Regions from separate parts of the Mus musculus genome. Here regions 1, 2, 3, 4, 5 and 6 are each linked to region 7. A link is a contact called in public Hi-C, HiChIP or PLAC-seq and promoter capture Hi-C data. All regions are on one chromosome and are shown on one strand. Each heading gives the region's core, a stretch centred on a gene start, on an enhancer-like site or on the middle of the called end of the contact. The rest is flanking DNA. Distances are from core to core; before and after follow the strand shown. Region 1 holds the start of Lrrc61 (leucine rich repeat containing 61). Region 2 holds the start of Repin1 (replication initiator 1). Region 3 overlaps Stk31 (serine threonine kinase 31). Region 4 holds the start of Gimap8 (GTPase, IMAP family member 8). Region 5 holds the start of Fam221a (family with sequence similarity 221, member A). Region 6 holds the start of Gimap9 (GTPase, IMAP family member 9). Region 7 holds the start of Gpnmb (glycoprotein (transmembrane) nmb).

Evidence for each region. Promoter capture Hi-C pulls out the DNA fragments that hold promoters and counts their contacts. Hi-C and Micro-C count contacts between places; a contact is called where the count stands out from the background. HiChIP or PLAC-seq counts read pairs in DNA pulled down with a chosen protein or histone mark. Capture Hi-C pulls out chosen DNA fragments and counts their contacts.
Region 1: a contact with region 7 is called in an H3K27ac HiChIP or PLAC-seq map of bone marrow-derived dendritic cells, with 2.9 times the contacts expected there. The contact joins the promoter of Lrrc61 here to the promoter of Gpnmb in region 7. A contact is called at or near these places in 2 of 115 datasets of contacts at active chromatin or transcription factors (bone marrow-derived dendritic cells and memory CD8 T cells).
Region 2: a promoter capture Hi-C map of the HPC-7 cell line shows a contact between it and region 7, with 3 times the contacts expected there. The contact joins the promoter of Repin1 here to the promoter of Gpnmb in region 7. A contact is called at or near these places in 2 of 39 promoter capture datasets (the 3T3-L1 cell line and the HPC-7 cell line), 1 of 115 datasets of contacts at active chromatin or transcription factors (embryonic stem cells) and 2 of 9 other capture datasets (adipose tissue and pancreatic islet).
Region 3: a promoter capture Hi-C map of embryonic stem cells shows a contact between it and region 7, with 2.8 times the contacts expected there. The contact joins the enhancer-like site here to the promoter of Gpnmb in region 7. A contact is called at or near these places in 8 of 39 promoter capture datasets (the C10 cell line, cranial neural crest, embryonic stem cells and 5 more), 8 of 484 Hi-C or Micro-C datasets (the AML12 cell line, B cells, the HPC-7 cell line and 5 more), 13 of 115 datasets of contacts at active chromatin or transcription factors (the 230-238 cell line, embryonic basal ganglia, embryonic limb bud and 4 more) and 2 of 9 other capture datasets (adipose tissue and embryonic stem cells).
Region 4: a contact with region 7 is called in a Hi-C map of pro-B cells, with 3 times the contacts expected there. The contact joins the promoter of Gimap8 here to the promoter of Gpnmb in region 7. A contact is called at or near these places in 5 of 39 promoter capture datasets (the 3T3-L1 cell line, 3T3-L1-derived adipocytes, cranial neural crest and 1 more), 3 of 484 Hi-C or Micro-C datasets (B cells, embryonic stem cells and pro-B cells), 1 of 115 datasets of contacts at active chromatin or transcription factors (memory CD8 T cells) and 1 of 9 other capture datasets (embryonic stem cells).
Region 5: a promoter capture Hi-C map of liver shows a contact between it and region 7. The contact joins the promoter of Fam221a here to the promoter of Gpnmb in region 7. A contact is called at or near these places in 11 of 39 promoter capture datasets (3T3-L1-derived adipocytes, the C10 cell line, the HPC-7 cell line and 7 more), 3 of 15 datasets of contacts at CTCF or cohesin (the NIH/3T3 cell line, embryonic stem cells and large pre-B cells), 8 of 484 Hi-C or Micro-C datasets (the G1E-ER4 cell line and embryonic stem cells), 22 of 115 datasets of contacts at active chromatin or transcription factors (the 230-238 cell line, CD8 T cells, acute myeloid leukemia and 12 more) and 3 of 9 other capture datasets (adipose tissue, liver and pancreatic islet).
Region 6: a contact with region 7 is called in an H3K27ac HiChIP or PLAC-seq map of embryonic stem cells, with 2.6 times the contacts expected there. The contact joins the promoter of Gimap9 here to the promoter of Gpnmb in region 7. A contact is called at or near these places in 2 of 115 datasets of contacts at active chromatin or transcription factors (embryonic stem cells and memory CD8 T cells).

Annotation. Positions count from the first base shown.
Region 1 is chr6:48,553,344-48,556,623 of GRCm38.p6, reverse strand. It overlaps Lrrc61 (leucine rich repeat containing 61), which reads right to left and starts at 1,825. Exons shown (of 3, transcript NM_177736.3): 1 at 1,642-1,825.
Region 2 is chr6:48,592,346-48,596,121 of GRCm38.p6, reverse strand. It overlaps Repin1 (replication initiator 1), which reads right to left and starts at 2,239. Exons shown (of 3, transcript NM_001079901.1): 1 at 2,070-2,239; 2 at 1,146-1,331. The coding sequence starts at 1,290.
Region 3 is chr6:49,411,595-49,415,259 of GRCm38.p6, reverse strand. The region is part of intron 6 of Stk31 (serine threonine kinase 31); the gene reads right to left. Among named protein-coding and RNA genes, the nearest start is that of Stk31, 18 kb to the right of the region's middle. Within about 2 kb of position 2,034, at least 8 of the 459 cell types and tissues checked have an H3K27ac peak or open chromatin away from gene starts, as enhancers often do. A contact at or near this core is called in embryonic stem cells, where this site is marked.
Region 4 is chr6:48,644,957-48,648,665 of GRCm38.p6, reverse strand. Gimap8 (GTPase, IMAP family member 8) reads right to left here and starts at 1,432. Exons shown (of 6, transcript NM_001077410.1): 1 at 1,381-1,432; 2 at 1,139-1,259. The coding sequence starts at 1,230.
Region 5 is chr6:49,365,911-49,369,495 of GRCm38.p6, reverse strand. Fam221a (family with sequence similarity 221, member A) reads right to left here and starts at 1,757. Exons shown (of 7, transcript NM_172727.3): 1 at 1,523-1,757. The coding sequence starts at 1,587.
Region 6 is chr6:48,674,092-48,677,894 of GRCm38.p6, reverse strand. Gimap9 (GTPase, IMAP family member 9) reads right to left here and starts at 1,760. Exons shown (of 2, transcript NM_174960.2): 1 at 1,641-1,760; 2 at 1-453. The coding sequence starts at 414. Gm46958 (a long non-coding RNA gene) reads left to right here and starts at 1,086. Exons shown (of 2, transcript XR_001785233.2): 1 at 1,086-1,360; 2 at 1,871-2,063.
Region 7 is chr6:49,034,661-49,038,381 of GRCm38.p6, reverse strand. It overlaps Gpnmb (glycoprotein (transmembrane) nmb), which reads right to left and starts at 1,864. Exons shown (of 11, transcript NM_053110.4): 1 at 1,590-1,864. The coding sequence starts at 1,659.

The DNA of each region.
Region 1 (3,280 bases), core at 576-3,075, 480 kb after region 7:
TATAGAACTCGTAGGTACAACACCTTTGGCAGGTCCACTGGAGCGCTGAGAATACTGGAATGCTGGAGGGGTAGAGGAGGGAAAGACTTGGAAGTGTTTCTCAGATGGAGTACAGGGGCCCAGGCAAACAGGAGTAAAACACACCACAGGAAAGAGGTGAAATACGAGGTAAGACACACGGGAAAGGTTTGGGGTGCGTGAAAATAGCAAGGAATCTTATTTTTCCTGACAGACGAGGAAACAGAATGGCCTGCAGGCGTGCAAGCCAATGAAGGGAGGTCGTGGGAAATGATAACTGTCCACAGTCCAAAGCCTATGCGTCCCCCAGAGAAGCCACATAGCTGTAAAACCAGCAACCTGCAGATGAGTAATTTTTGGCATCTGTTCACCTGGACTAGGAGATGCCTCAGCATGTACCCTGTGTTGGCTGATTAGATTAGAACTTTCTCTTGACTATTTTGTCAGTCCTTTTCAGGAGCATGCCCAGATGGGACCTGGCTCCCTAATTCTACCCTGTTACACCGCACAAACATACATCCAGGGGCATTCCACAGTCCCACTCTGTGCAAGCTTGCCAGCCTCCTCTCCTCTCACATTCCTACACCTGGGGAAGAAGGAGCTCTAGTCTCCCACACAACCAGAGAATTTAAGCCAGTCAGTGTGAGATGCCAAAGCTTTTAAATTCAGACTCCATTTTAGAGAATCTGACCTAAGCTTGAACTCAGGTAGACTACAGGCCGGTATCTAGCATTAGTATCCAAGTTGTCCCCACAACAAAACCTGAGCCTAGCTCGTCTCTAGGCTAATCCCCAACAAGAGCAGAGTTTCCAAGTTACACCCCTAACAAGACCAGTATCTCCTGGTTATTCCCCCAACAAACCTGCACCCCAGGTTGCAAGCCCAACCCTTGCCTAATGACCACCCATGCAGAGGGGAGCAGAAGTTAAGTTTATGATGTGACTCCCAGCACCAGCCAGTTATATTAAAGGCCAAAGTAGCTTTCCATTTAGATGCTCGCATTCGTATTCCATGTTTGGTGCTTACTATAAAGCCTTGCCACATAGACATTCGGGGCTCCTCCCCCACCAAAACCGTCCTGTGTGAGGGTGGTGCATTGGGGGGGCTTGAGCTAGCTCGAATAGAATAAAGACCCTGCTGTGAGTTGCATCAGATCAGCTCCTGTGTGTGTGTGTGTGTGTGTGTGTGTTTGGCGGGGGGGGGGGGGGGGTCACTAACTTTTCCCTGGCACAACAGTGGAGGATGTTTTAAACAACACTCCGCCATCTTCTGAGCTCACATAGCCAAAGTGACAAAAGCCACGGATAAGTTCCTGCTGGGAGACTACACTTCCCAGCTTCCTTTGGGGACTACTGAAGTCATTTCCACCCATTTCTGACCCCAATAAGGGGCCGCATCCTTCTTCCTTTGTAGGCATTTTTGCCATTTGCATATCTTGTGACAAATGCTCCCTCACCGAGAATAAACAAGACCAAAACTTTTTCCGCCTTTTTCTCTACGGCTGCTCTTTTAAAATAATCTATCACACTAGCGGAACCCTTGTTGTTATGTATACCAAGAGGCTGTGATTGTGGGATAGGAAATCCAATCCTAATGTCTCCTGGCCACCAAGGCAGCACCCACCTCACCGGCCGCGATTGTTACCGGTTAAAGCGTTCTGTCTGTTAACTGCACTCAGAGCAGTGCCTGGGGCTGAGGGCGTGGCCACTAACCGCGGGCGGTTCCAGAAGAATCCAGCATCCCCCAAACAAACAGAACACGCAACTCGGTTTCTGGCGCAGGCCCAGCCGACCCGGAACCTGCGAAAGGCCGGAAGGGGCGGGGAGTGGTGCGACGCAGAAAAAGTTGTTTTTAAGGGACGCGCTGCGGCTGGCAGGGTACGCAAGTGACGCAGATTACACAACCAGAGGAGCTTCTAGCTCTTTGTGCTGGAACCCGCGGCCAGTGCTGCTGGAGGATTTTGTTCCTGTTAGTTTGGTCATTAGCACATTTGACAGAGCGACGTTGGGAAAGGCATTTATGGTTCCTTAACGAATGTGTTCTGTGACATTCAGTATGCTAGGCTGCAGGCCAGTGGTGACCTAGATTTTCTAACCCGATAAACGGTGCCTGGTACGTGCTCGCCCACCCCTCTCCGAACCCTGCCCCTCACAGCGGTGCAGTCATGCTCACCGCCTAGGACTGCAGACAAAAGGTGCCACAATAACGATAAGAAGGACCCCTTGTGGGAACCTTACCCGTATTTTTAGAAAACTACATCAGAATGTTTCCTGAGATAAATGTGCACTGCCTAGTGATATTCCCAAAGGCCTTGCCCCCAGAGATGTCACCAACGCAAACTGCCACCTTTGTAAATGACATTGTCCAACGGATAAAGAGGTCACCTTAACTAGGCACAGGGGAGAATGCCTCTCACTTTCTTTCACAGGCCACTTGGAAATGTCTACATTGGGAGGGTTTTCCATCTCCTGATGCTTTCTGTGCACTCAGACAAAGCAATCCCAGTTCAGTCCACACCCTTCCAGCCTGGGCTGGCTAAGTATAGGCACAGTTTTGTTGTTGTTCACATCTTTGCACTGTATCACAGTGCAAAGTCCTTAATGAATACGTGTTTGATGACGTTCAGTGTGCTAGGCTGCAGGCCAGTGGTGACCTAGCTTTTCTAATCCGTCAAATGGTGCCCGGTATCCATTTGATCTCCCTTGAACTTCTCCATGTGATGGACCAGCCTGAGTCTATTTTAAGATTAGAAGCTATAAATGTTCCTTCTAGGAAGGTGTGGAACCCCAAGAACCGCACAACTCTTAGCAGAGAGAGTGTCCCAATGGTAGACATGGTAGCCTAGGAACCACACAGCTCAGAGGTAGGACAGTGTCCCAATAGAAGAGCGTCCTGAGACACAGGAGCCCAGGAACCACATAGCTCTGAGAGGAAGCCTCCTCAGCAAGAGGCACTGCAGCTCCCAGGGAAGGGTATACCCAGCTGAGCTCTGGAGCCTCAGCCCCGCTCCACTTCTCTTCATTGCTTCTTTGCTTCTTCTGATGCTAAAAAACAAAAACAAAAACAAAAACATCACATCAGGAATCAAATCTCATTTAAAAAAAAACAAAAACAAAAAAAAAAACAAAATAGGGAGGGTCCAGGGAGAGAGGGGACAAATCCAGGAGTGGCTGCCTCTGCTTCCAGGAGCAGACAGCAAGGCTGTTGAACAAAGGGCAGGGCTTATATAGGATTTCTTATGGATGGAGCTTTTCAGGGCAGA
Region 2 (3,776 bases), core at 990-3,489, 440 kb after region 7:
TTCTAGAAGGGAGACATGTTGGTATTCCTTGGGATTCTCCCATAGTATCTACCTTGTGTCAGGAGGTCTTACAGAAAATATTCTTGAATATTCCTACTGTACCCTACATATCGCAACCCCCCTATTGCCTTTCCCTGTGGCAAGCACTTTCTTCTACCACACCAGAGCTCCCTAATTGGCACATGAAGCAAGTGTGGGGCATAAAACAGTGGTAGGACTTGCCTGAGGTGATACTGTAAACGATGAGCAAACCAAAGGTGGGGGGGGGGGGCAGGACGGGATGGGGGGAGGTTTGGGGCGGACACACAAGACAGGATCTTGTCAACACCCAGGCCACTGTGTGCTCCGCATTAACACCTAGGTGTGTGGAGATCTCCTCAAAAACCATCTGACTAAAACCTTGAGGAAGGTACTTCCAGCCTCCCCAGCTCAGCTCTAAGCCTGGAGAGCAAGTGAAAACAGCCTTTCTTCAGACCTGGGAGGTGGGCAAGGTGCCTCTACTAGCACAGACTAACACCAGGCCACCACCTGTCCAGACTACCCACAGTCTGCCTGCCAGCCCTTCTCCACCCACACCCAAGCAATTGCAACTGGGACATTGGGGGGAGGGGGGAGAGGCAAGCACTTCTCAATCCAAGGAACACCCACAGTCTGCTGCCCCTCCCCTGGAGTGAGGGAGAACCCTGGCTCAGCATCTCTTAAGGGGGCTAGGGATTACTGGGGTAAAGAAAGGGGTGGGAAGAAGAGATCATAATCTCTGTCCCTTGCCTGGTCCTGCCCAAACCGGGCCAAGGACTGCCCCACTTCAGCTATACCCCACAGGGGAACCCAGATTCCTGAGAGCCTCCTACACAGAGTCAGTTCAGGGGTGGCAGTAAGACTTCCCAGGGACCTTTTCATGTCTGTTCGTGGCCTCTGTCCGGGCAAAACCTCCTGAATTCCTTTACAGCCTGCTCTCTTTTGGGGGACTACAGACATGACTCAACCCCACCAACCCCCAACTCCCACCCCCGCCTGAACCCAGGGAAGACTCCATGATAGGAGAATGGATTCCTTCCCCAGTACATCCCTGTCCTGCAAGTATAGGAGACATGAGCGCTGGAGTTATGGGTTGGTTTGAGGGCACAAGAAAGGCCAAACTCTACCCTGAAGACTGAAGAGCTGGGGGTGAGGCTTTTTCCAGCTCCTTCTGGGGATGTTCCTGGGGAGACTTCGGCTGCTTCGGCCCACACTTCGGTAGCCCCCGGATGACAGAGAAAACTGTAGCAATAAAGACATCCCTATCCCCATGGCAGAGCTCAGACCTCTAACTGCTGAGAGGTCAGCCTTACCTGGGGAAGGGAGAGAAAAGAACGAGTGTGAGGCTCTGCGCTAAGCCAGGGCAGGTTTGTGTCATCACCCAGTCTCTCCCAGATTCAAGGCTACAGAGTTCAGCCTTGAACTCCATACCCAGCCTGGTCGAATGACCTAGCGGACACTGAACTAAATAAAGCATGAGCATGACCCTTTACTGAGGAAGCACAGTGCTGCCTTTGGAGGCCACCTCCTAGCCTGGTAGGGCCCCAGAAGAATAGCCTCCTCCATCTGTTGCAAGGCTCTTTCTCAGTGGCCAAAGGGCTGCCTAGGCAGTAACTCTGGAATCCCTATTGCCTCCCCTTCCCCCACTCTCCGCGCAACATAAATTCCAGGCCTGTCTCCCGAGGGTCTACGCAGGGAGCGCCAGAGTGCCCAGGACTCTCCAGAATTTCCTTGGTCATCTAGGGCAGCCCCGGGTGGCAGCAGGCCCACACACTCCCCCTTTGTATAGATGCGTGTCCTCCGTCCACATTTGCTGGCTCGCTGGACCGGTTCGGACCAGCCAGTGGGCCATCTCGGGTCCCACGCACAGCGCAGCCCGCGGAGCCTGTGCGCAGGTGCGCTCGCCCCGCGCCTCAACACTCCCCCCCCCCTTTCATATTCCGCGCGCGCGCGCGAACCCCACAGCCGCACACACTCACGGTCACGCGCCCCACAGGTGGAGCTGCCCTCGCACGCCCTCGGTGGCCCCTGCGCCCTTACTCGACCCATACCTCTCCCGCGTGCCCTCCAGGGACGCAGCGCCCATCCATAGAGCACCAGGCCGGCCTCTGCGGCCGGTTCCCCGCCCCGCAGCGGCGACAGCGGCAGGTTCGAGTTCACAACTGCCAGGCCCGTCCCCAACCTCCCCCCACGCGCTGGGTTCCCAGCTCCACGTGACTACAGGAGCTGCGGAGGGTCAGTCTCGGCTAGGCGGCCGCGGCCTGGGGGCGGGGCGGGCCAGGTCACCCCGCTGCACTGCCGCTCCGGCACAAGGCCAGGGAGGGCCCCCGGCTCCATCGCCATGGCAGCCACCAGCTCCGGTTTGGCCACCGGCCCGAGCTTCAGTTTCCTAACCCTCTGCCCAGAAAAGGATGCTCGCCCCTGGGCCACCTTGTGGCCAGGCTGTGGTCACTGTGTTTGGTCCACCCTTACTGTCTTTTTCAAAACTCAGAGCCAGAGAGAACTAGACAGGGCACCAACGGTTCTCCTGGCGTCGAGCCTGGGGCTTTGCCCAGTCCGCTCTAGCTTAGGGCTGGAACACAGCACCACGGCAACAGAGCGCATCTGGATGAAGAATGAATGGCCCGCAACTGTGAATTCTGCAAGGCCCTCTATTCCCACAACTAAGATCCGGAGTGGCCTAAGCTCTAGAGATGCAGGCCGGGCCCAGGTGGCTGTTGGCACAAATGGGTCGTTTACCCTTGGAAACGCACAGCAGCCAGTGTGGCGTCTGCGGAGGCAGGTGCAAGCCTGTGGCCATGACTCACCACCCACTAGCAGGTGGCCTTGGCTTTCCAAAAGAACCCCATCTTGGAACTTCCAGACCAGTGCAATTTCGTGTCCTTTCATGCTTTCAACAGAGACAAGCTTTGAATTGTACAATTATTTTAAAAAAAAACACTTTTAAAATCTCTCCCAAGGGCCATCTAGCCCTCTCATATATTAGCCTCCTAAAGCCAATTACATTCGGTGTTTGACATACTCGAGTGTTCTGAATAGTATTTTATATTGGGGAAGCCTGGGTTATCCCTTGCAACTGTACATGCTGGCTCTTCACTTAAGATATTGTAAGTTTTCTCCCATTTCGTTGTTCTCTTATATATTATATTAAAACATATATATATATATATATATATATATATATATATATATATAGTTTAATGGCTGTATAAATATGCAAATCGATTACATATTTTTCCTATGTCCTTATAGATTAATGTCTCATTACCCATGTCCAGGTTCAAACTTTTGGAGGTAGAAACAGATGGTCAAAGACAAGATTCATCAGTTATCCCTGAGAAATGACCATTTTTTTCCATTTCCTTGACAACATGGGCTATTTTCCCAAATTTAATTAAAATGACTGTTTGCTTCAATTTTTGCTTCTTGGGTTGCTGGTTTCCTGACTTGTTTGTTTTGTGTGATTTTTTTTTTAAACCAGTTTATGCTATGACTACTGAGAATTTATCTTTGCCTGACTTTCTATTTGCTCACTTTCAAGGCTGGGAAGTTGGGATGGTTGTTTGGGTTTCATGCTTAAAGATGTTCATTTGTCATATGTGTGGAAAATATTTTCCCCAAAAGATTGTTCTTTGGGGGTGTAGGGGTGGGAGGCAAGGTCTCACTGTGCAGACCCCACTGGCCTCATACCCAAACCCGGTGGCCTGTCTGCCAAGTGCTGGGATCACAGGCATGCCCACCTCACTTAGCAACGCTAA
Region 3 (3,665 bases), core at 785-3,284, 380 kb before region 7:
TATAAGAGATAAGATTTAAAACAATGTCTCTTTAATAAATCATTAAAATTTGCACTGTCATGCATTCATATGTACAAATTGGCAGCCAAATTTTGTAATGTGAAAGTGATGTTTCTGGTATTGATTTTTAAGAAAAATTGTTTAAAATTGGGTTTTGCTTTCCAAAAGTTATAGTTATATTCTAATATTGCAAAAGAAACTTTAAAATTCTGGAATCTGTCCTCACTGCAAGAGGAATAATCTTTGTTTGGGCCAGGACTCAGGCAGTATGCTCAGATTAAGAAATAATTACATTTGAATTAATGCAAAGCTCAGGGGAGCTTCAGAGAGGCTTGTGTGGCATTTCTTCTGTTTTGCAAACCCTGCCTAGGGAAGTTCTTGGGACCTCACCTCTCCTTGCCTCTGGGGAATATTATTTTTAAGCTAAAACATTATTACAGATCTATCCAGGTATTATTCAAAATAAAGTTTAAATTTTAGATTTATGAAAAGTCAATGAGGCTGTAGAGCTTATAGAGGCATTACAATCTGGCTTGCCTAGTACATATAGAATTATTATAGATTTGGAAGGTTGTTTTTTCCTTTGCATTGTAAAGGGTTTGCTACCAGTGAGCTTGTGATCATTGGAAAGTTTTGCCTCTAGGTATGGCTAGTAGCCTTATGTTATATAAGAAAAAAAATTTTTTTTCTGTCTCTACTTCAATATAAGAAGATAAGACTTTGAATCCTTCAGTGTATATTGTTTCTTAAATGGAATATATTACTTCAACTCTTTCCTCTCACACAATGAGCTTTAAAGTTCTGGAGAGTAGCTGATGAGCCAGAAAATATTCAAAGGCAATATCTTTTTAATATTTAGGGTCTTAGTTATCCTAGAAAGATTGTGGTACAGAAAATTTAAGAAAGAAAAGATGATTTGCTTACTTCAAATTATTTTCAAAAGCTTCCAGGAGATGTTAATTGGCTAAGACCTTACCTTAATGCCTTAAGGTGACTTAAGCCTTTGTTGGATGTTATCAACGGAGAGGCAAATTAACTGGTGAGAAACAAAAGGCTTTGCAGAAAGTAGAGGAAGCTTTTATAATTAATTGTTATCAATTTTAATCAATGGTAATCAAATATTAGCTGCTTATTTTAGTTATTGTTACTCAGTGTGCCCACAGCAATTCTTTGGCAAAAGAGAACATTAATGTAAAATCATCTTTCTTCATCTCCAAGTAAAGTTTTAACATCCTATTATGACATTGCTGTGGTGCTAATAAAGAATTGTAAGATAAAATCATGAAGGAATTTTAGAAAAACAACAACAACAACAACAAAAATGTGTCTTAAAAACCTGACGAGGCATCTGTTCTTTGTTCCAAACAGCAATTAAATTGGTTATTGCAGAATATTGATATTTGGCCTACTGCATAGACTTTCTAGGTAAAACTGATAATTATTATCCAAAAGATAAGTTGTTAAAGATTGCTTCTATGCATGCTTTTGTATTTTCTGTAAATTTATGCATGCATGCATCCCATAAAGACTACATCTACTGTATTTAAAAACAGCCCTTCTATGGGAGAAAAGTATATGTGATTGGATCACATGTTTATTCTTTTGAGTTTCCTCCTGCTTCAGCACAGATAATTAAATTGTGTGCTGTAGCCAGTGTTTTAAAATGTTGAAAAATCAAGCTTTAATTTATATACTAATAGTCTATATATACATATGTACATAACAACACCACAGAGCTGTGTTTGTGCAAATAAACACAAACAAGCTGCACATGCTCCCGAGGATGGATAAGAATAAGTTATTTGAAGACCACAATCCTAAGACATGCGTGGCCGCCAGCCACCATAATTCCCAGGCAGGACCATGGAGCATAAGTAAATTTTAAGTCCCAGTACAGCTAATTTTTATTATATAATTAGGGAGGAATTGTAGCCTCCCCCAGCCTTGAGCAGGCTGGCTCAGACCTGTTCCTCCTCTATGAACAAGACCACCTAGGGTGGAGTCTTCCAACCTAGATAGGTCTATTGTTCTGCCACCTCTGCCATTTTCTCCAAGATGCAGCTACCTGCTGAGATGCTGAACCTGTTCTCCTGACTCTATCCAGATGAAAGGAGATCCTGGTGTGATGGGGGATGGGATGGGTTCCCCCCACCCCACCCCCCACTTTATAAGCTCAGACTCTTAAGTAAATTTTGGGCTTTGATCAGTATCTTTGTCTTGGTCTCGTTATTTCTCTCACCATTTTCTCCCATGCAGCCCCAGCCTCCCTTTCAGGAACCCGGTTCAAGTAGCCTACAGTTATCTCTATCCAAAGTCTCCATAAATATCAAAAACTGGAAGTTCGTAGAGAAGAGGAAGGTACTATTAAGGGAACTAAGAATAGGGAGGCTATATTTGAACCCCAGTTCACTGGCCCAGATAGAACTCTGTTCACAGAGAAGTTAAGCAAAGGGACCTCAAGGCTAGTATCAAGCTTTAGTGTCTTTGCTGAGTCCTTTGGTGTAGCAAGATCTTTATAAAGTAAGAAAGGCTATGGCAGATGTCAGTAACTTAGACCAACATGTAAAGAGTATCTGAAAAATAAAAGAAGCTAAAGGAGAAATATTCTTTTAAGGTTAAGCAGAAAAAGAGGCCTGTCTAGGTTCTTCTAGGTGAAGTAGTATTTATGTTGAGCTAGGGTTGCTAAGGAAAAATCTGATAGAAAGGCATTGTGTGCTAAGGAGCATCTGCCTAAGGAGAAGACATCCTTGACAGAATACAGATGAAGCACACAAGCCTGTCCCAGGAGTGGGTGATCCCCCAGACCAAGGAGGGGACACAGCAAAAGATAAAGCTGGGGTGTAGACTGTTCGCCCAGCTAGAACTGCCCCGACAGCCAGGGATGGTGAATGGGAGGCTGGAGGCATGTGCCAACCCAGGGTCACTCTGACCTAGTGAGCCAGAGGTGCAGCGGGAAAGCAGGGCCACATTTACCTTTGGCCTTGAGTATGTCTGAGCCGACTAAGTCAAATCCACTGAGTTGATCAGGTGTGGAGAAATGAGGGAGGCTCCCAGAACAGGCTCCAGGTCATGTAAACATAATAGTTCAGAGAGAATCGCCAAGGATTACAGAGAACAAATTAAGTTAGCACCTCCTATCTATGCTTTGTACCTGACCTTGATCTTTGGAGGAAGCAAATTGATGGAACCTTTCCATGCTGTATTAGACCTTGCTCATTTCAACCTTAGTTATCATCTTAGTTGTGAACTTCTAGGCTCACCTGACACTTGCTGAGGATGGATGACAACTGACTTTCAGGTGTTTCACCAAGGTTATCTTTGGAACCCACTGATCTGTTATGAGATAGTAGTTCCGGAAGTTGCCTTGTCCTGCCCATTCACTGGAAAAGGTTTTGTTACATAGATAACATAATGCTTACCTGTATTTTGCAAATTTGTAAAGTCACTGGAGAAACAATCAGATATAGTATACTTCTACCTACCTTACAACCCTACTGGGGTGGGTTAATTAAAAAAAAAAAATCCAAAAGTTACCCTACATGGGTAAAAAAGGACATTCCAGAGACCATAAGGTTATTAAATAAAAACTCCAGTGCCAGGAGAAGTTTTTTCTAGATGGTTATGATGTGCCTGTTAAACTCTCATCTAAACACATGTATTTAGAT
Region 4 (3,709 bases), core at 183-2,682, 390 kb after region 7:
GGGAAATCGGTCTGGAAGAGGTGTCTGGAAGGACTGCGAGGAAGACAAGCAAGAGAACTTCTGAATGCCCATCAAAAACTGACCTCAGCAAAGGAAGAGCTTGATCATCAAGCTGACAGGGTGACCCATTCTGTTGGTGCCAGTCATCCTCTTCCCCAGTCACCTGATCATCAGCCAACAATCTCATCACAGTGGCCACAGTAACATGGATAGGGACTATACATGGGTCTGGTAATATCAAAGTATACAGTGCCATCTCTCTATAGCAGGATTCATGGGTCAGCAATTCATGGGTAAAAATCAAATGGGAACGACACTACTTGACCTCAGCAAAATCTTTGCTTCCAGTCCCCAAGATCTTACACTTTGTTAGCACAGAGGTCTTGGCTACAAAGAGCAAAATGTTTCCACCAAAAGACAATCATCACCCTATCCTGGCAGTTGAGTGAGTAAGTCTGTGAGTCCCGCTCTGTCTTCCCTGGATATTGCCCAAGGGTACCACGAGTTCAACCATTGGAAGGAGCTTCTGTGATTCATCCCACATCAAGGTGCAAGTGGTCCCAGAGAAAAGAGATCAGAGAGGCCTCCAGAGCCCAGCGGGGGAAGACGTTTAGTCCTAGACAGTGAGTCAGTCAGCATAAGAAAAGGAGTTAGCAGGTGAGGGCCAGTTTGGATTAAATGTACATAAACTCAAGACTTCCTTCAATACATGACTAACTGGATCTTTCTGTGAAAGGACTGGAAATTGTTCGAAGAGAGAATATAGGACATAGATACTGCCATCTGCTTCTCCAGGAGACCAACAGTCCCAGTGACAACCAGTGACTTCCTTCTGGGAGTCCAACCCCTGAGACACTCCCTGCTGGATCTTGAACCTCCCTGTCTGCCACACTTCTGTCCTCTTCTTCCTCCTTAGGTGTGAAGCCTTTCCCCACAGACCTCCTGGCAGGCAGCTGTTCCACATTCTTTCTTGGGAAAAATACGGTACATCCCTACTGGATCTGGTTGGAGTGACATAATTCCAGCTCTTGAAATCCAACCCAACACAGGGCAGACTGCCTTCCACAGTCTAAACTTATCACCCCCCCCCAAGCTATAATAGACCCCCCCCACACACACACACACCTCTGAAACATACCTCGGTCTTTCCCCCTGTCCTACTGATGCTTCACAGCTTCTGTGCTCTGCCTGGCTTCCTGCAGCTGCTCCTTGGTGGGATGAAGTCGCCATCTCTGCCCTCAGGTCAGTGGAAGCAAATCCTAAAGAGGGCCAAGAGCCACACAAGGAGAGTTAAAGATTTACCAGGCCACCCCAGTCTCCCTGGCAGGAGGATTTCCAAATGTTTCTAGGAAGAAAGAGGTTTCTAGAAGCATGTCTTACATCAGTAGAGCCTGAGAAGGAGCTCAGAGCACATAGGATGAACACGGAAGGGGCTTAGGGAGGGGCCGGTGTGAACACAAAGGCACAGGTCTTCTGGAGATGCCCTTGGGTGCCACCATGTGGCTGTGGGAGCACAGTCATTCACACTGCTACAGACAAAGATGGTAACAGAAAGGCCTACTTGGGTCTTGTCCTAGTAAGCTTCAGCTATGAATGTAACACAGACCTAGAGTCATCTGGGTAGAAAAAAAAAAAAAACAAAAAAAACACGACTGAATGATTGCCTATAACAGACTGGCCTGTGGCCATGCCTGAGAGCCATTTTCTTAATTGCTGATTTATATTAGAGTCCGTCAGGGTGGCCTGTGTCATCCCTCGGCAGGTGGCCCGAGCTGTGTAAGAAAGGCAGCTGAGCAAGCCAGAGGGAAAGGTAAGCAGCATTCCTTCATGGTCTCGGCTTTAGCTCCTGTCTCCAGGTTCCTGCCTGGAGCTCCTGCCCTGGCCTCTCTCCTGCAGATTATCACTTGTAGACTGAAATCAACCTTTTCCTCCTCAAGTTGCTTTTGGTCTTGATGTTTATCGCAGCAACAGAAAAGCAAACTAGATCAGGTCTATTCTTTGCAAAGACCAAAATCGGAAGTTTTTGATGAAGTCAGTTTGGGAGTAAAACCCAGCAGACTTTCCTCTTGGCTCATCCCCACCACCGTCTCCCTCAGCCTGGACTGATCACACAATGTAGATAAAACTACAAAGGAACCATTTGCTTTCTCCCAGAATAAAGTGCTCCCTCATAGATGAGAAAAAGCTTTCCCCCAGCTAGCAAAACACAGAAATGTTTGAACCTGAGTTTTCATATGACTCACAGAACTCACTGTGTCCCAGCGACCTAATCTGATCTGTACTTCCTAAGCAAGGGGCACACTGAGAACAGCATGGTTTCCTTGTTAGAAGTCTAAAGTGACGTGTGCTTATGCTATAAGGATCCTGAAGGATTTGGGGAACAGGGCACATACAGACTCATACACTGGCAAAGAAAACTGCCCTATCCCCCTCCCCCTCCCATTCACTCACCTCACCTTAATAAAGAAGGTCCACTCATAGAACAGTCCCCACCTCCCCTGGGCACCAGGTCAGTGCATAGAATACCATCTAATTAAAATGTTGAGGTGAAAACTATAGACTAGGATATACAGGTGCCTGTGAGGCTGAGCTAAGGGCTAGCAAGCTCTTGCTGCTCCAAAACTGAGAAGCCATGGACTTGGGGGCGGGTCGGGGGGAAGGGCAGGCGTCCTAAATGAAATAATAAGCTTTGGAAGAGTGCTTAAAGTGAAATTAAAGCTTCTCACAACTTCTTCGTGACTTAGCAGGTCGACGATTGGTTTGCTGAATGATTTTGCTCTGCGGCCTTTCTGGTTTGGCTCTAAGGAAGGATGGGGTCTCCTGCCCTCTAGTGGCCGTGTGTAACGACACATGGAGCAAATGAGAACCTGAAAGGTCCCTGCTGACTCTCCTAGCTCTCAGTAGGGACAGGACAAAGTGGGACTATAAACTAACAGAAATTGCATAAGGAGAAAGATGCGGTCATGCAAGGAGGAGTCTACGACGGCCATGAATTGTGTTAGACACAGAGGCTAATCTGTGCGTCACGCACTTTAAGACCAGCACTTGGGAGGCAGAGGCAGGTGAAGCTCTGTGAGGTCCAGGCCAGCCGGAGCTACATAGTGAAACTATGTCTCCAAACACAAACAAAAAAGAAGAGGGAACATTTGCAAGGATCCCACAGTCTCAAGTCAGGGAAGCCGCGGAGCCTGCCACAGTGAAACTACCTATGGGGTGTGAGCACCGTGGTATGTTGGCGAGCCGTGGGAGCAAGGGAGAATATGTGCTGTGGAAACCCCCACTTCCCTTCTGCAGTTGACAGACAGTAGCGGAGGCTACATTTGATGGAACCTGTGAGTGAGGAGGATGATAGCGCACTGTAATCTGGAAGGGTCAGGAGCTACGTTTCCCCCTGGGAGGTTTCTCGCTTTTGGTGTGTGGTGTGAAGACATTCAGGGAAAGTTTTCTGGAGTGCTCTGAAGATCTCCTTTTCTGCCCGCTCCTGTTCCTGTCCTGGTGCTCAGTGCTGCTTTTGAGAATGGCAGGAGCAGAGCATGTGGCTATGATGTTCACCCTGACACTTTCCATTCTGCCAGGCTTTCTTATGCACCGGACCTACCAGAGGAAGTAAAGTTTTACTTTTCCAGAGTGGTGGCAAGTCCTCCTCCACCTCCTCCTCCTCCTCCTCCTCCTCCTCCTCCTCCTCCTTCTTCTTCTTCTTCTTCTTCTT
Region 5 (3,585 bases), core at 508-3,007, 330 kb before region 7:
CCCCAAATAACCCTTTGATATCTGGAAGGCCGAGTCTTCATGTTTCTCAGATCTTATTGATGCAATAATCTCTCCTAAAGGGAAATGTTCCATAATATTTACGATTGCAAAAAATAATTTTCCATGAGCCTGTCCCTACCATTTTCTGGACAAGAGACAAGTGAAAAGCCAGAAAGCAAAACTAAAGAAGCCAGCCGTGCTCTGTAAGAGGGTGAGCATGCGGTGAACCTACCATGAAGACTGGGTGCTACTGCCTAGTTTTATGTCAACTTGACCCAAGCTAGAGTCATACAGAAATAGAAAATCTCAAATGAGGGCTGGAGAGTTGGTTCAGTCATTAAGAGCACTGACTGGTCTTCTAGAGGTCCTGAGTTCAATTCCCAGCAACCACATGGTGGCTCACAACCATCTGTAATGGGATCTGATGCCCTCTGCTGGTGTGTCTGAAGACAGGTACAGTGTACTCATATACAAAAAATAAATAATTCCTTTTTAAAAAGAATTTTTAAAAAAATAAGAAAATTTCAACTGAGAAAAAATGACACACATACACACTAGACTGGCCTGTGGGCAAGCCTGTGGCAGGACCTCTGATTGATGTAGGAGGGCCCAGCTCACTATTACTATGCTATTAGCAAACAGGCCGAGCAAGCCATGAACAGCAAAGCAATGAGCAGCACCCTCCAGGGGCACTGCATTAGCCCCTGGCCTGGCCTCCCTGGATCATGGCCTACAAGCTATACACTGAAATAAACCCTTTCCTCCTAAGTTGCTTTTGATCAGTGTTTCAATAGAGCAATAGAAACCTAACTAAGACAGACTGATCAAGCTGTTCCATCTCACATTTCCTGTTCAGAATCTTCAGAAAGTTCTAAGCATTACCCAAAACTACACTATTGGGGCAATATGCTGGGAAACCCAACTGCCTGGACACCCCACGAATGACTTGGGGGAAGCTCTATACATCTGGCTTTTCCTTTGTGCACACACATTCTCCAAGTCGTCTGTAACCTCTATTCTCCCAGTTTCCCAGCTGTCAAGAAGAAACCCCTCCTAGGCTATGGGAATTGGGGGCAGATGTGTGTGGAGCCAAAGGAGCAAGCAGCTGTGTTCCCTGCTTCCAGAGAGGAGTCTCGGAAGCTAAGTCCAAAAACCATCTCCCTTGGTTTGGGAGAGCACTGAATTGATGTATAAACTGACATCTACTAACTTTTATAGACCCAATATGTAAATCAATTGTCACTAAGAGAAACAAAAAGGGATCCATTTTAAAAGTAGTTAATCATCCCTTTTGGCAAAGGAGACTCTCAAGTGGTCTCCGAAGAGATTCATTATAGAATAGAATTGTGTGTCTGCAAATTTAATTACAGAGGATGAAATGTGAAATTAATCCAGGCCTCCCGAACAGACTCCCAGAGCGCTAGTACGTTCGTCCGCTGGGTCCGGGTTCGTCCCACCGTGCTCGGACGGACAAGAGTCCGTGAACAGGAGCCCGCCCCGCGGAGCAGAGTTAAGGCCTCACCTCCGGTACTCCAAGTACTCGTCCACTGCCTCCGCACCACCAGGAGGCAACGTCAGCCGCTCCATGGCCGCGGGAAGCGAAAGGAGCCCTTGCCTCGAGCTCTTGAGTCCGCCCTGCAGCTGCCAGGCAGGATCCACCAGACCTGCGCGAGTAACAAACAGCCTTGCCGCCAGAAACTGCCCGGTCCCGCCCCCTTAGCCCCGCCCCGTCCTGGGCCCCGCCCCTCTGTTTCACCCGCTTAGTCCCGCCCTTGTCCCCCTCAGCTCCCGTCCTCTCCCCGCAGCTCCTCCCCAATCAATCTTCCCCCTCCTCTGGGCTCCGCCCCACTTAGCTCCGCCCTCATCCTTACCTCTCCCCAGCTCCCGCTCTACCCTAGCATCCGGCCTGTCCTAGCGCCCCTCTTCTTCCTTGTGCCACGCCCCTTGGCCAAGCCCCGCTTTGCCCCGCCCCTCTTGCTGCTCCAGGCCAAACGTCTCCACCAACCCTCGTGATTGCTTCCGTGGCCCACAGTCTACCTGGCGATCCTCTAAGGGTCCTTGAGCTTAATTTAGCTTGAGCTTCGCCACCCTACCGCTACCTGAGCCCTACAAATTGGCTTCTCCTGCATAGCCCAAGGCTGCAAAACAGATGCTGTTTGCCCACTTCAAACTTCGTGCTCTTCACTGCTTCATTCCCAGAGTCTCCTTAAGAATAAGTGCAGTGCCAGGATACAATGGGTTCTCAAAACAGGGTTTATATACCTCTTCCCATTTAATCAATCTCTCGAAATGTACGTAGTCTTGGAGAATTGGCCACTTGGAGCGGTAGCTAAGAGTGCTTGCTGTGCGATCATAAGTACCAGAGTTCAGATCCCAGCACCCACATAAAGAACCAGGCATCTCAGACTCTTAATACCCCAGTTTCAAGGTAGGTGGAGACAGAAAAATCAATGAGGTTTGCTGGCTTTCAGCCTAGACAAGAAAATCCCAACCCTGGGTTCAGGGAGAGACTACATGAAAGGATTAAATGGAGCATGATAGAGGAAGACACCCAACCCTTTCCTCTTGCCCACTGGCCTCAGAGCTTGTTTACACTGCTGCACGCACCCATTCACAATCACACACTTCGAATCAGTACATCTCTGAAGTGTGGGGGAGGGGTGTCAACGTCCATGTTTTCAGTATTACGGTTGAGGCTGAGAACTGAGCATAGAAGCTTAGTTGGACAGCATGAGTTTAGCATACTGAGACCCTGGGTTCAAGTCTCGATGCCACTGGAAAATAATAAAATATAAAACCAGCAATCCTGAGTACCAGTGCAAGTGACAAGGAAAAAAAAATGTTCTCCAAAGAAAATAACAGGTTAAGGAAGAACAAGCAGAAACAATTCAGCCAAGTTCTTGCCTTCCGGGTAGGAGCACAAAGCCTTTGAGCTGCTAGGTAAGCTCTGTACTGCCAAACTATACACCTGACTCCAAGATAAGTCTGTTTCAACATTTAAAAAGAATCTCCACGCATTTTATATAAAAATGGAATTATCATCCGTTAGTAATTTAGCTATAAGTTGTTCTGGCAAGCTGAAAAGGAGTAAGAAATTAACCGTTACTCAGGAGAAAAGAATTCTCAAACATTGTAGCTCTCTATGGACCAAATTTCTCATCCTTTAATCTTCTTGTTTAACAGATAATTGGATTTTTAGAGATTCAAGGTTCACAGCAACTCGAATGCAGCAGGTCAGCTGTGGCTGTTTTCCAACAGTGTGTTTCTACTTCAGGGCTCTGCCAACTGAGCCGTATCCCTGGCCTGGTCAGGGTGGGATGGTTTTGAGAGGTCTCACCCGCTATATGATCCTGGCTAATTTAGAACTCACCATGCGGTCAAGTCTGTTTTCACACTTGGGCTTCTCCTGCCTCTGCTTCCAAATGCCTGGATAAGTAAGGGATGTTCTTAGTGTTAAACTTCTTAAAGTTCTTATTGTTATTAGCCCGTCATTCAAAATCCTTTTTAAAAGTGTTTTAATTAGCATACAAAGTGTTGAATTTCCATAAGTCTTTCCATATGTGAGTAGTTTCTGCTAACTCACCC
Region 6 (3,803 bases), core at 511-3,010, 360 kb after region 7:
CTCAAGGTCTTCTTTGTGAGTAAACAAGATGATCATGTACTTCAGGGCTGCCTCCCCAAAAAGACCCTTGATCAGAGCGACCGTTTTCTGCTCTTCTTCAGTGTAACGGTCCAGTCGCAAAACCAGAATAATGGCGTGAGGCCCAGGGCAGGAGTAGAGAACGCAGCGGCTGATCTCGAAACATGTGGTTTTCATGGTCTCCTTGGTGTCAAAGAGCCCAGGAGTGTCGACTACAACAAGGTTTTTCCCCTTCCACTCCCTGTATGCTCTCTGGCAGGTCTTGGTAACAGCATTGGCACAAATCTTAGAATCAAATTGACGTCTCCCGAGGATGGTGTTGGCTGTAGCACTCTTCCCATTTCCAGTCTTCCCTACCAGAATGATCCTCACTTCAGTGTCTCCCTGGCCAGCCATGTCAAGGCAAGCTGACTCTAAAGATCTGAATGCACAGATCTTAAGGAAGGAGAAGAGAGGAAAATTACCTATTAGACAAATGGAAAGCACTCCCGATCCTTTCTTTTTTTCCTTTTCTCCTGAAATTTTGCAGTGTTCTATAGTTTTAAAAGGCTGATGATCTGGATATCATTTAGGCTGTTCCTGATGGCATGGACAGGCTGTCTCTAGTCCTGCTACCGCCTTCATGCCAATATTGGAACAGATGTTCCTGGCTCATGCCCAATGCCAGGTCTGGGAAATGAGTGCGCCCAAATCGTTACTGTGCCAAATACCTGAAAGCCCAGGATGACTATAGAGGTCAACAGCTTACTATATATTTTATGACGACCTAGGAGAGGCATTCAAGGACTCAAACATAAAGAAAGTGTAAGGAAGGCAGGGGCAGGTAGGATCTCAGTGAGTTCAAGGCCAGCCTGGTCTATAGAGTGAGTTTCAGGACAGGCAAGGCTATACAGAGAACCCCTATCTCAGACCAAAGAGAGAGGGGGAGGGGGAGGGGGGAGGGGGGAGGAAGGGAGGGAGGGAGAGAGAGAGAGAGGGAGAGAGAGGAATTGTTCATCTCCCCTGCTTTGACTGGTACACAGTTAATATGTTAATTATTACAGTTAAATATCACACTGAAGCCAGAAATATGCTCACTTATCATGTTAATAAACATGAAACAAAACCCCCAAGACAGTTAAAACAATCCTGCATAACAAAAGAACTGGCAGAAGTGTCACCACTTCACCTCAGAGTGTACTACAGAGACATAATAAAGAGAAAGCAACAGACAAGATGCAAAACAAGACTCGGAGCCCCTAGACTACACTGTGGCTTCAGCAGCCCTCCGTCAAGCCAAGGGTCACACAGCCACACATGCAAATCTGTCTGTTGTACAATTAAGAGGAGTCAGCACATTGAGGTAAGAAAAAATGAATTAAACATGATCTGAGTTCTCTCCCAACTCTAACGAACCTGCCTTGGGGGACACAGAACTTTCTATAAAGGGCACCAGGCCCTCTGTGACCTTCCCCACAGACACACTGCAACGCATCAGTTCATCTCCTTATATCTCTTAGCCTCCACCCCTCCCCCCAGCAGCTTCCTCCCTGTGCAGACACAATACTTCCACCCCCATAGATGCTCCATTCGCCCTCCCTCTCACAGCTCCCTCGCTCCAGGTCTCTTCCAGCCAGACTCACCTTCTTCTGCAACAGTTAATGAGAGTTCAGGATCTCTCCAAGGAACCAATTTGACCTGGTTCAAGTTTTCTACTGAACTATGAAGTAAAACTTCCCTCATTCCCTGACAGGAAGTTCTATGGGTGGAGCCAATTGTAGCTTCCCCCCCCCCCCCCCCCAGCCTGAAGCGGGCGGGTACAGACCTTGTTGCCTCGGAGGTGGGGCCACCTGCGGTGCAACTTTCTGACTAGGCTGGCTCCTTTTGAAGAGACAACTGCCCTGCTCTTCTGCTACCTGCTCAGAGGCTGAACCTGTCTTCCTGAGACATTCCTGGCGACCGCGTGCTGACAGAATGGCTCCAGGCACGGAGAATGAACTGGCAGTGGGGATGGGCCTTCCCCCTTATAAGCACACTCTCTTAGTAAACTCAACTCGCGGGCCTGATCAGAGAAATTTTTGTCTTGGCTTCATTATCTTTTCTCACAGTCTAAGTCTCTTTCAGCCCCAGCCTGCCTCCCAGGTGCACCCCGTTCATGTAGGCCGCGGGCCGGCTTACAACAGGAGCCAATGAAGAAACCATTTGCTTTTAAAGAAACAGAAATATTTTCTTGTAATTTAATAGGTGCTTCAGCTCTGTCAAGTTGAAGCCTTTTCTCTGTATGTCTATTATAATGCCAAACGTTTCTAAATATTTTTTTATTATTATTGTTTGGTTTTTTTTTTTTTTTTTTTTTTTTAGATTACTGATGTGTTTATAAAAAGATAACGAGAGAAGGAGGGATATGCTCTATGGAAGGTGTAGTGAGGTATGGGAGGAGTTGTCCCAGCAGTCCCATTCCAAGGCATCACTTGTTCCTGAGGGACCAGCCACACGACGGTATAATATAGAATAGAGTTTATTCAGGGCATGGGGAGGGAAGTCAAGAGGGTAGAAGAAGCAGAGAAACGCAGAGGGGTTAGAGAGTACAGAAGTAAAGGCCAGCCATGGGCATGTGGAGAGAGCGGGGCAGGGGCGAGGGGATGGAATGGGGAAGGGACAAGGGAGCAGATAGCAAGAAGAGAAGAGCAAGAGCGGGAGAAGGGGGCAAGCAGCCCCTTTTATAGTGGGTGAGGCCTACCTGGCTGTTGTCAGGGAATTGTGGGGTGGAGTTTAGACAGAATGCTAACAATTACAGTCTCAGGTAGCCCAACCTACAGTTGAACTCACAGTGTGTGGAGGATGACCTTGAACTGAAAGCTGAGAACCTGGTAATTACTCAGTCCTTGAAGCTAGATACCTCAACAGTTGGAGTTGTCTCAAGATTGTTGGTTCCCAAGGCAGACAAGAGATGGTAGGTAGAGCATTGCCCATACCCTGGACTTCTCTCAGAGAGCTGGGCAGGAGGGTGGCTGCTCCCTACCCAAATCAGGCATGGGCCTACTCAACTTTTTAAGTTAAGAATCAGTTAAGCTTCTGATTCCCTGCCAGAGAACTGGCTTAACATTTGCCTGACTTCAGTCAAGTCTGCATATGCAAATTAGGTGTTTCCTCCCTTGTTCTTTTTTTTTTTTTTTTTTTTTTTTTTTTTGGTTTTTTGAGACAGGGTTTCTCTGTATAGCCCTGGCTGTCCTGGAACACTTTGTAGACCAGGCTGGCCTCAAACTCAGAAATCCGCCTGCCTCTGCCTCCCGAGTGCTTTGATTAAAGGCGTGCGCCACCATGCCCGGCTCCTCCCTTGTTCTTTTGTCCTCCCCTCCCTCACTGAGCTATATAAGCTAGCCCTGTTAAGTCAATAAATGAGCTATCCTCCAATATAGTGCGAGTCCTGAGACTACAGCTGGTGCGTAAGAGCCCTATAGCCCTCAGTGAAAACTTGAAAATGCTGATTCTGATATCAGTAAAGGAATCAGCACCAGCTACAGTACAAGTCTGCAGGAGGGAGACCTAGGGAGCAAAGAAGGAAATGAGCCTCCTTCTCCACACCCTTTCCCTCGGGCCCGCTACCAGTTAGTGGGCCCCGAAATAAACCAAGGCAGTCAGGACAGCTCTCCAGGTGAGGCTCCCTACTCAGGTAGCCCTATTTTGGGGCAAGTTGACATAAAAACAATTACAATGAAGTGCCACACCAGGCTTCAAAAATATTTTTGTTCATGTCTAGAGTGATACTGAACATACAAAGAAGCCTAGATCTTCAACTATTTTCC
Region 7 (3,721 bases), core at 615-3,114:
TTTTCAAGTCAGGGTCTCACTATGTAGCTCAAACTGTCCTAGAACTCACTATGTAGACTAGGATGACCCCAGACTCACAGAGATCTACCTACCTCTGCTTCCTGAGTGTTGGGATTAAAGACATGAACCATTTATCCTGGCTTTGGCTACTGTTTTACCGACCCTCAAACTGTGGGTGAAAGGTCTTTGCTGGCTTTTCCTATTCTTATTCCTCTAGGTTATTATAACTTGTTGGCAGGAGGTATGGAGTGGGGTAGGGTGGGATAGGGGGAACAGAGGTGTGTAGCTCTGTCCTTAAAAATGCCATTGAATGTGTGTTCTGGCCACGTGCCCTTGCTAGCTGATCTCCCAAGACTCTATAGCCCACTTTTGTAAACGAGGAAAAGGAAATTTATTGAAGCTAACTCACTCATGGCCCAGCCTAGCAGTTGGCACATATTCAAGTCTGTCCTATCCCAAACCCTGGCAGGAAGAACTGCCAGGGAGAGGTGGCATGCTTCCCTACTGCCTGCTCTCTGTGTGACCTGAGCGAATTCCTGGCCCTCTCTGTGGCCTGTGGCCCGGTTTCTCATCTGGGGAAACTGGATAATTCCAAGGTCAGAGTCCCCTCTCTCTGTGAAGGCACCACACCTAGACACAAGATGGGCCGTTCCGTTTGTCAACCCGCTGCCTGCCATCTCTGGGTTTAAAATCCAAACTCAGAGGTGGAGTCTCAGGCAGGACGCCCCAAGTCTGGGGCATCACTGGCTTTGAGGATCCCTGGTTCGGGGCGCGGCTGTGATGGGGCTGGGCTGCTTGCCCTTTTGCCTGGCAATTCTTGGGTGCAGGGACCACAGCGGTTCCACTCTGCCTGGCCTGGGATCCACCCCAGCCAGGACAACCTACCCGAGGACCTGCCTTGCACAAGAGAAGGCAGGGGGTGACGAGATACTCCTCTCCTTTGGAACTGCCTGGCAACCAGCCAGGCGGCCACATTCGGGGTAAGGCAAGGTTCTGGACCGGGCTGGTCTCCGGCCCCTGGAAGTGAGGGGCCTTCTCTTTCCCCTGCTCACTAGCTCCGCTAAGAACAGGACAGCTACACCCTGGTCAGGACAAGGATGCTAGACCAGTATGTCCAACACTGAAAGATGCCTCTGCCACTCACTAGGAAGCTTTGTTAGTAGGGCCCCTGCCATAGAATCCGCCCAGGGTGGAGCCCCTCAGTATCTGCATAGAGTCCTCAGTATCTGCACTGAAGCAGCAGTTGGCCCTGCAGCGAGCAGAGGATGCGGTGGGATGGGGGAGTTCCGCAAAGTTAGCCAGAGCCTCATTTAAGAGCTCCGCCCTGTGAGCAGGAAGCAGATAAGGGTGATTTGGGAGACTTGCTTTATTCTGGGGTACAGGCTGTCCTCCCCTTCCAGCCTCAATCTGGCCAGAGTGGAAAAAGCTTCCAGGGGCCTCGTGGCTTTTGCTCTCCGTGAGTCCTAAGCAAAGAACACACTCCCAGCATTTGGAACAGACCCTGTCTGCGGACCCCCAAACTCCAGTCAAAGGGCCTGGCCCATCATTTGGGTCAACGAGTGTAAGCGCCCAGAGAGGACGGGACTCACGCTTGGCAGCCTGGAGAGGCAGTCCTGCAGCCAGCAGCAGAAATCCCAGGACCCCGCAGAGACTTTCCATGCTGACTCCGAGCGCCTGCAACCAGTCAGGGCTTGACTCTGACTCCCCAGTCCCATCCACCAGGAGTCACAGTGTCGGCCTCCTGCGATCCGCTCTGTTTTATGAAATACGGGGCCAGAGGGAGATCATGTGATGTTTTAAGCAGTGTGGCTTGATCTCCCAAATTCCATCGCTTAACAACTCGTGCTCATGAGTCACTTGCCCCTGGCATCTATTTATTGACTTCGGATGCACGGTGTTTTCATTTTGTGATGCCACATTTGCTCCTCCCCCCTTTCTCTCCCTCCCCCTCCATCTTTCCTAGCTTAAAGGGAGCTTTCTAACATCCTGTTCTGACATTCTTTACCAAACGAAACCTGGTCGTTGGTGGACTTTGTGGTTTCTCTTTTGTGTCACTTCGGTACTCACACTGAAACATCTTTCCAGAATCTGGACAGCCCGCGTTCTCTTCCCCCAGAACAGACAGATCCAAGGTATCATTTCAGTCAATGCCACTGTGCTGTGCATGCATGCATACAAACATTGCATGCTATGTCAGAAATTGCAAGTTCGGGACAGCCCACGGGCTTCAAGCAGAGGAGAAATGTACCCCAAAGCTAAAGTTTCTGGCATATCGACCTGGCTCTGCAGAATGCCCAGAACGAACTGCATCATTTTTGGTAACTTCTCTAAGATAGCTGCTCCAAGTAACTTCAGGCGACTTGTGGGAAGCACACTTGTATTGCCAAAGAGCAAGCATTAGGTGTGAAATCACCCGTCTCTGGAACATAAATGTCATGTGATTAAGCTGTTTCTGGTTGTAGACTGTGGAAACTTGGCCCTGTGACCCTCTCACTGTCAGGACACATCCCTAAGACTGTTTTCTGGGCAGGAGAAGTCTTGGTTGTGGCACACAGTGACTTACAGTCCATTGTAATTCAGGGACCAGAGCTCCTGTGGGGGAAAACCACGTGGAGCAGAAGTGGACGCAACCACAAAGAAGCAAAAGTCTCCAATGCAGAGGAGAAAGGGAAAGAACTGCTTTTGTGTAACATAAATCATATACAGAGCTCTGTCTGCTTGTTTACACACATGTAACCTTTCAATTAAAAATGAACACCCTCTTCTGGTGTGTCTGAAGACAGCTACCATGTACTCATAAGTAAAATAAACAAACATGTCGGTGAACTCCTTCAGTCCCAGCACTAGAGAGGCAGAGGCATCTGGATGTCTCTAAGTTCAAGCCCAGCCTGGTCCTACTTAGCAAGTTCCAGGGAAGCTAAGGCTACAGAGTGAGTCCCTGACTCAAAAACAAAACAAAAGTAAAAAAATCAGAAAAGCGAGCTTTTGTGCTGGTACGCTTGTTCAGTAGGTGAAGACATTAACCTACCAAGCTTGAAGATCTGAGTTTAATCCCTGGAACCTGTGTGGTGGGAAGAAGAAACTAACTTTTGCAAGTTGTCCTCTGATCTTCACACAAGAGCCGTGGCATGTGCCCTTATCCCCAACCCCCAAGCAAATGTAAAAACTGAAACAAGTTTTCAACTTTGGGCAAACCTCCTGGTAACACCTGAGGTGTTAGCACCCTTGGTCGCAGATACAGTTCTGGTTTGCATTTTTGGTTAGATAAGTGATCTTTGTCTTTAAGTAAATTGGATATTAAGCTCTTCTTCAATAAGTCTTTGTTTAGGAAGTTGCAACAATTAAATTATCTTTTACTTTGTGCCTTCCTTGCCCCATCATCAGAGTTGGTAGCCACTAGGCAGAAATGAACAAGAAATGGGAACATCATCTTCTTCATCATCATCTTCATCACCATCATCACCATCATCACTATCATCTCCTCTTCTTCTTCCTCTTCCTCCTCTTCTTCCCCTTCTTCCTTTTCTTCTCTCCTCCACATCTTTCTCCTCATCTCACCCTCCTCCTCTTCCTTCTTCTTCCTTCTCTTCCCCATTTTTCCTTCTCCTCCTCTCCCTCCACTTCATCTTGCAGAGGGCCTAGGTTCAATCCCCAGCACCATCACGATGACTTACAGCCATTTGTAACTCCAGTTCAAGGGACCTGACACCTTTTTCTGACT